Regions from separate parts of the Ovis aries genome. Here region 1 is linked to region 2. A link is a contact called in public Hi-C data. All regions are on one chromosome and are shown on one strand. Each heading gives the region's core, a stretch centred on a gene start, on an enhancer-like site or on the middle of the called end of the contact. The rest is flanking DNA. Distances are from core to core; before and after follow the strand shown. Region 1 holds the start of TANC2 (tetratricopeptide repeat, ankyrin repeat and coiled-coil containing 2). Region 2 overlaps MARCHF10 (membrane associated ring-CH-type finger 10).

Evidence for each region. Hi-C and Micro-C count contacts between places; a contact is called where the count stands out from the background.
Region 1: a Hi-C map of hypothalamus shows a contact between it and region 2, with 5 times the contacts expected there. The contact joins the promoter of TANC2 here to the enhancer-like site in region 2. A contact is called at or near these places in 6 of 16 Hi-C or Micro-C datasets (hypothalamus, muscle, omental adipose tissue and 2 more).

Annotation. Positions count from the first base shown.
Region 1 is chr11:47,118,385-47,122,319 of ARS-UI_Ramb_v3.0, reverse strand. It overlaps TANC2 (tetratricopeptide repeat, ankyrin repeat and coiled-coil containing 2), which reads right to left and starts at 2,404. Exons shown (of 26, transcript XM_060395761.1): 1 at 1,863-2,404.
Region 2 is chr11:46,846,737-46,850,515 of ARS-UI_Ramb_v3.0, reverse strand. MARCHF10 (membrane associated ring-CH-type finger 10) reads left to right here. Exons shown (of 11, transcript XM_027974358.3): 11 at 3,043-3,779. The coding sequence ends at 3,104. Among named protein-coding and RNA genes, the nearest start is that of TRNAG-CCC, 17 kb to the left of the region's middle. Within about 2 kb of position 1,440, at least 35 of the 54 cell types and tissues checked have an H3K27ac peak or open chromatin away from gene starts, as enhancers often do. A contact at or near this core is called in hypothalamus, where this site is marked.

The DNA of each region.
Region 1 (3,935 bases), core at 1,155-3,654, 270 kb before region 2:
AAGGGGGCAGTGATAACAAGAAAAGAATGGGGCTCTGTAACACCTCTTCCTACAGACAGTAGGGGGTGGCAGTACATATGGCTTACAGTCAGAACAAAACAGGAAGATCCAACAGAATCGCTCTTTATTCTCCTCAGGCCCTCTCCTCAGGCTTTAGCCCCCACTCACCCCCAAAGTGAGGGACACATCAACAGAAATGACTAAAACCCAAAATTAATCATGGAGCAAAATCAGTTTTGTCTTTGAAGCAAACAATCCCTCAATGGCTGAATCCGGATTCAGGAGAAAGCCAATCAGTATGAATTTTCAGATTATCTGGCGAATGTTCTTCTAAGAACAACATTCAGGCAAATAACTCCATTTCTCTGCAAGAACTGCAACAGAAGGCACTAAAATCTCATCAATAATTAACTATACCCTAATGAACACATGCAGCTATTTCTGCTTGTTTCATAGTATACAGACACTCACTGAATGTATATAAGTTACATTAAATAGCTCATGGAGCTGTCTTTTGTTACTTCTGAAATTCCAGCTATGTTCTGACAATCCTCTCAAAACACAGATGTTCTTCTTAAATGGAAGTCACAATGTTTTGCGGTATGTGTAATTATATTTATACACACACGTATGTATGGAGGGGGGTGACAATGTTTAATATTTCTGTGCTCACATTCCTGAGATGATCTACCTGGGAAAGGCTGAAAGAAGCGCTCCACTGACAGTATCCATGTTGTTCCTTTTTATGCCACCTTTACTGTATCCAATTTCTTTTTCCTATTTGGCTACCCCAACAATCAAGAATATTTCACTACTGTCATTCACCGCAATTAACCATTGCAATAGCTTTTGGCTCCAACCCTCAAAATGCCTGAAAATTTATCCCTTTTGTTCACCATATTGTTTTGTTTCCCTCATTCCAGAAATTTTCACTTGTATAAAAATGAAGAAAGGGGCACCTATGAAAAAATGTCCCTTTGCCTAATGATCTTGAACTCAGAATCATGGTCAAGATGTGGGGTGGGTTTTTTTGTGTGTCTTTTGTATTTTTTTCTTTTTTCTTTTCCTGGAGGGGAGGAGAGAAGACAGTGAAAGACACCCAAATCTTCCTAATATTAATTATCTTCGTTTATGTTTGATGAAAACCATTTTAAACATCCTACACCTGGAATAGAACACAGGCTGCATTTGTATCAGTGCTTTACACGCTGACGGCAAACCGGAATTATCTTAGCCCTATTTTTTCTTTCCCATCGCACAACCAGACACAATTTGCTTGTTTCTTTCACGTGGGCACTCACTCTATCTCAAAAATAGCATATCATAGCTCCTCTCGATTTCCTGTGATAAAATATCTAGCCATGAGCCTTATTAATCTCTTCTTAGCCTACGCCTCCTTTCCCAGAGGATTTAACGATATCACTAAAGAACACTTCTGCTGTGAATTTCAACGCCATACAGGCCAACCCACCCTGTACCTTACCTGGCACATTTCACAACTACTTTTATGCTGCATTCCGGGGGCACATTTTGCAACTCGTTCTGCACCACCTTCCCTGCCACGTTTAGCAATCTGCCTGGCATCTCCTCCTGGGTCCCCGTCATCCGGAGATTCTCTCGGTACCAAATTCCATGACACCTTCGGTGACACCGAAGTGACCGATCCCGGACTCATCCGCAGCCACCCCGAGGGCCACATTGGCAACCAACCTTCCCCACGCCCTCCACACCGGAGGCACTCCGCTGCCCATTTCGCTGCCTCCCCGTTCGCCTCCGCCCCTCTCCCTGGAGCCCGGGCGTCGGAGGCGAACGCCCCTGTCACTGAAGCGACCTTCCTTTCCCGGGCTCCCGCGGTCTCTCACCTGCCGCTCTGAGGGGGGCTCGCTGCACCCCCGGGTCAAGCCCCAGTCCCCGGGGTCTCCTGTGAGGACCGCGCCGCCCGCCGGCGCCGCCCGCGATCCCAGAGCACCTCGCTGCGCTCCGACGCCCGCGGTGGGTTTGCGTCCGGGAAAGGAGCGGCGGGGCCTCCCGGCGGCGAGCGCAGCCCGCGGCGGTCCCCCTGTCAGCGGCGGCGCGGGTGCAGGCTCTCGCCCCTCAGCGCGGCGGCAGCGGCGGCGGCGGGCGACTTGCTCCGCCTCGCGCGCGGCACAGCCGGGAGGTGAGCGCGAGGGGGATGGGAACGGGGGCGGGGCCGCCCAGAGGAGGCACCGAGGGCGGCGGCGGGAGGGCAGCGCCGGTGGCCCCGGGTCCGACGCTCGGAGCGCTCGCAGCTTACCCCGCCGGGCGGGCGGTTCGCACGAGGCGGCTGTGCCAAGCGGGCCCCGCCGGAGCAGCGCGCCCTGCAACCCGCGCCCAGCCGGCCGCTCGCTAACGCCGCCGCCGCGCCGGGGGCGTCGCACCCTCCGAGGCCGCCCGCAGCCCCGCCCCCTCCGGGCCGGGGTGGGGAGGAGCGCGAGCGCGGAGGGAGAGCGCGTGCGTGGGGGCGCGTGCGTGGTGGAGCGCGCGCGCCCCCGCCCCCTCCACCGTTTGGGGGTGGGGAGTGGCGGGGAGAGAGAGCCGAGACCGAACCCGTCTCTGCGCCGAGCGGTTGGGCCCTGGTTCTGCCGCTCTGTGAGGTCCGGGCATTTCTGTTTCCTCAGGGGGCTTTGACTGGCGGGGTCGTGGGCATTCAGTGGGGAAGAGGGGAGGAGAGCTCAATAGCAGACAAGGCCCGGGATGGTTCGGCTCCGCCCCCACGGTGATGTCACTCTCGAGGTGCTGCTGCTGTCGCGTGCGCCCACTTCTGGGCCTGTCCTGCCGCTTTGATGGCCAGAACGGTCCTCTGGATTTCCCCCCCCACTTAAGTCACCTCATACACATGTCGCTCCTAGAATCTTTGAGTCCTACAGCTGTCAGTTCTTCTTTTCCTGATATTCAATTGTAGTCTGTAGACAGCTTCAAAATGCTGTCTGAAGTCAACTGGTGTAGCAAACAGAATGAAGTGCAAAACCACGAATGGAGGGGAGAGAAAGAGAAGAGAGATCTATTTTCTAGAATCATTGCTGCAATTCACCAGCCGCAGCTTGAGAGCCTGAGGTGAAGTGACGCCGGTTCTGTCACTGACAGGTTGGACAAGAAGTAATGTGGTTTGAACAGCTAGTAGGCCAAGCACGGAAAGCCACCACAATAGAGCCTCCTTGAGGTCCTCACTTGACTCTATCTAGATCTTCTCCTCCTGACTCTCTTGTCTCATAGAACAGCAATTTAACTGTGGAAGATATCTGGACATAAATTTGTTGGCATGCTGTAAAATGATGCAAAGCTACCGCTATCACCAGTCTTGCCTGGCTAGTCTTCTGTTCCATGAACTGAGATGACTTTTCCTGGTCATCTGTTTCCTAATGAGACACCAGGATTGGAAATTGATGCACCAAATTAACTTCAGTCAAGCAAATTGTGTTTGTGGTGTTTCTGCCATAGAGAGGTTTGGTGGCTCATTCCTGTCCAACTCTTTGTGACCCCATGGACTATAGCCCACCAGGCTCCTCTGTCCATTTGATTTTCTAGGCAAGAATATGGAGTGGCTAGCCATTTCCTCCTGTCGGGTATCTTCTTGACCCAGGAATCTGAACCTGCCCCTTTTGTGTCTCCTGCATTGCGGGAGGTTTCTTTATCATTGAGCCACCTGGGGAGCCCAGAGAGTTTTGGCAACAGTCCTTTAATCTGCTTCCTCCAGGATTTTCTTTGTGTTTTTTTCTTTTCAAAGTTAGTATTAATTTCAGAATAATGAAAGAAATATGAAGCCATGTGCAACAGCTAGTGTCTACAGTGAGTTCTTAAAAAGTCAGAGCTAGAGCAGCTTTAAATACTACAGCTAAACTGGCAAGATGAAGGATTGGTATATGGGATCTTTTGGTGATAACTGCAAAAAGTTAGATTGCTCTAACTAAAACCTA
Region 2 (3,779 bases), core at 191-2,690:
AAGTAACAACCACCCCCTGCCCCCAGAGGCAAAAAGAACCCCACAAAGCTGGGGAAACCCTAGCTGCAGCAGTCAGCAAGGCAGTCCAAGTGTGCTGGATGCAGAAGAGATGAGTTTGAACTCATGCTGAAAGCGAAAGCAAAGGCGGGCAAAGGGAGGATCAGTCTTCCTCAGGCATAGGATGACCCGCTGCAGGTTTCCTTCCTTTCCTTTTACTGGGATTCTCCAGCATCCAGCACTTAGAGGAGTCTCTTGGGATTTCTTCTAAACCCCGGAAGGGCGCCGTGTAGCCATTACATAAAGGGACCACCATCATTCACAAGTTAGTATTGGAGTTACTGGATTTTCTCACTCTTCGGCCCAAGCCAGTGGGCCTGCCGGATTCAGAAGTTGAACAAGGAAAACAAGTATTGGGAAAGGGTCAAGGAGCCAGGCCAGCTGTCTCCAGAGCAGGCTTATTATCCCATAGAAAACCTGACTTAAGAAAGCGTGCTCAATTAAAGCAGGCAGGCTGGTGGTCAGATGTGGGAAGAACTATCCCATCAGCTGGGAGGATAAACGTTACAGTGAACTATGGAAGGAGGTGCCAGAAGTGACAGTTCCATCCCCAGAGGCTGTTCTGGAGAGAAATGTCACAACTGCCTGCCTTTAAAGGTTTAAAACAGCTATTTCCACTCAGGCTTTGCCGTCAGAATCACCCGGGGAACTTAGAAAAATATAGATTCCCGGGCCCCTCCCAGAGACACGGATTCAGGCTACTGGGGTGGGCGCCTGGTGACCCTGATACAGTCAGTGGTCATGGTAATGCTTTGGGGACCCACACCCTGCCCCCCGCAACCGACCCGCCCGCAGAGGCTGAACCAGCTCAAAGCTCCACAGGGTGGGGCCCAGATGACGACCCTAGAGCACCCAATCTATTATTCAGGGCACGCAGTCCCGAGAACCCAGCGGATCACTTTCAGAGTGGGGAGGGCTCTACCGGGCTCTCCCTTCACAAAAGGAACTCGCCGGGTCCCAGTCCCCGGGCGCCACCGCGGGGGTCCAGCCGAGCCGGGTGCGGGCCCAGAGCCCCCTCGCGCCCTCGCAAGGTCGCGGGGCCACTCGGCGGGCGGCCGGTCCCCGGCGTCGTCGCCCGGGCCGACCCCGAGCAGCTGCTCCCTCTCGGGCCGCCGGGAAGGGAGGGCAGGCAGGGAACGGTGAGGACTAGGAAAGACCTTTGTGTGCGGGCGCGCGCCCCGGCTCGGTCCAGAGAGGGCCCGCCGCGCGCCGGCCGGGAAGGCTCGGTGGCCCGAGGCTCCGGGCAGGGTCTCGGCGCCGCGCCCCGCCGCGCCCCTCCCGGCCCCCGCCCCGGAGGCGCCCGCGCTCTTCCCGGTTCGGGGAAACCTGCAGCGGCGGGCGCGCCCAGGCGCGTCTGGCTGGGCAGGGGCGACCCCTAGTGCCCAGCGGGGCCTGCTGCCGCCCTGCCGCGGGGGGCGGCCCGGAGCAGGATGGAGAGCTTCCCTCCACACCCCGGCTTGGGGATGCGGAAGGGGCACCGCGGCTCCAGGCCTGGGGCCCCCGGTTTGGGTGACATATCTAGAGGACGGGAGAAGAGCGCCCCCAGGGTGGTGCTTAAAAAGGCGCCTCCGCCGAGGGAACTCTGCCTCCTGTGTTGCACCGAGGCAGATGGTTCCCGCCCCCAGCCCCGCACCATGTCATAACCGCCTCTCTTCAGGAAGCTGGGACTAGCTCTAGGATCCACCCCCTCCCGGTAGAGTCCTAATGTGGGGGCCTCAGATTTCCCCCGCTGGAAACGGGTCCAGGCCCTCTCCGCCTGTCCCAGCCCTGCGCACACCCCAGGCGCCGGCCGGGGCAGCCCCGCGCAGAGGGACCGTCTTGGCTCGCTGCTCAGACGCCGCCGGGGCCTGGCTTCCCGCCCGAGCTCTGATCAGGACCAGAGCCAGGGCAGCCGAAGGCGGATCCACACGCCTGGCGCCCTTCCCCCTGGGGCCATGGCTTCCCTGGTCCCGGCAGTCTGGCGGGACTCACCTGGTTGGCAGCGCTCTGTGAAGATGGGTTGCCGCAGCTGAGTCACGGCTGTGACCCGCCGCCCTAGCCCCATGCAGGTAAACAGGGAGGGAAAAGGCAACTCATCAGGGCACAGCAGGTGACACAAAGATGCCAGCCTCTGTGGCTCATGCCAATCTTCCCGCTGGGCACCCTGTCCTGGGCTCCTGGGAACCGAGGCTGGACACAAAATGCCACAGGTGGCACCGAGGTAAGGGCTGCTGGGGAGAGGCCCTGGGTGGGTGTGCCTGGGTCTAACACATTGTCACACAGCCCCCCTCCCCCCCCCCCAGCTGCTTCTTGGCTGGCACGAATAATGGTCACCACAGTCAAGTTCAAGTCCAGGGAGGGGAATCATGCCTCCAGCAGCCTGGAGTGGGCAGGTGTGGACAGGAGCAGCCATGAAGGCCTTCAGCCTCGGCTGGGCCAGAGCATCTGCCCCCTAACCCAAATGTACAAGTCAAGGCAACTAGATTGGGGGGAAAGAGGAAGGTGAGAGAAGGTGGGCAGCTCTTGGAGCTGCGGCTGCATTGTGGTGGAGGAAGAAGCTGAGAGTGTCCAGGTAGGGATGGAGGGAGGCGATTACTCTTGTTCCCTTGCCCTTCACCAGTCAGAATGTGCTTCCAAATAGGGAGTGCTCACTCCAGCCAATGAGAAAAGAAATATTGAGAATAAGAATCTTTCTCAAGAATAAAGAAAGCACCCCACCTCAGCTCTTCCGCTCTGACTCCACTGCTTCTCACTACCTCTGTGCCCATCACATGACCCTCTGTGTCCAATTTGATCCCTGAAAGACTGCAGGGCCTCTGTTCCTCACACTGTTCCAGGCACTGTAGCACATGGTGTGTGTGTGTGGTGTGTGTGTCTGTTGTGTGTTGTCTGTGTGTCTGGTCACTGGTGCTGGGGCAGGGGTTTGGGGGAGCCGGGCAGGAAGGGCAACGATGCCATCCTCCTCCACGACAGAGTCCGCAGCCTGAGCTTCCTCTTGCTTTCCAGGTTCCGAGCTGGGAGATGGGAGTGACGGCAGCATTTGTGAAGGCAACAGCCGAGTTGTCTAGCAAGGGAGCTGGCCCTGGAGCTGGCCGGGCAGAAGCCTCTCCTCCTGGCCGCCCTTCCTCTGTGCCCACAAGCCTCCCTTCCTCCTCCTTGCCACTGAAACCGAAACCGATGTTCCCAGTTCTCTTTCTCACCTTCTGCCACTCTTTTTGGGATCTGGCTCGAGCATCCACAGACAGCAACAGCAACCCGCTCAGTCCCAGACCTGGGCTTGCTGAGCCCCCGCCAGCTGCCCAGCTGCTGCCCCTCCACCCAGAAGTCCAAGGGGACCCATTGGCTCTAGTGGGCCCCATGGCCTGGGGTCCCTCTGCAGAGGGCGCCCCTTCAGGTCTCACTCCACCCTGAGTGGAATCAGTAAACTGACGTTATTCACGCAACTTTGTCTTGTGCTCATTCCAGTCCCCTTGGATAAAGGCTCAGGGCCTGAAACTCTGAGGAGTACACCTCCCGCACACCCTGCCCCCGTCTCACCTCTCCTTGCCCCCACCATCACTGCCACGAGGGATGACACCGCCTGGGCCCGCACAGGCTGGCTGGCTGCCCCCGTATGTACCCACTTAGGAGGGTTTGGTACATTTCCTCCACACTTCTCTCCTAATTGCATCTTATCACCCAAAGACCAGATCAAGATTTAGGATGAAAAACAAGGCAGAGAATTTAGTAAGAAAAGAAGAGGT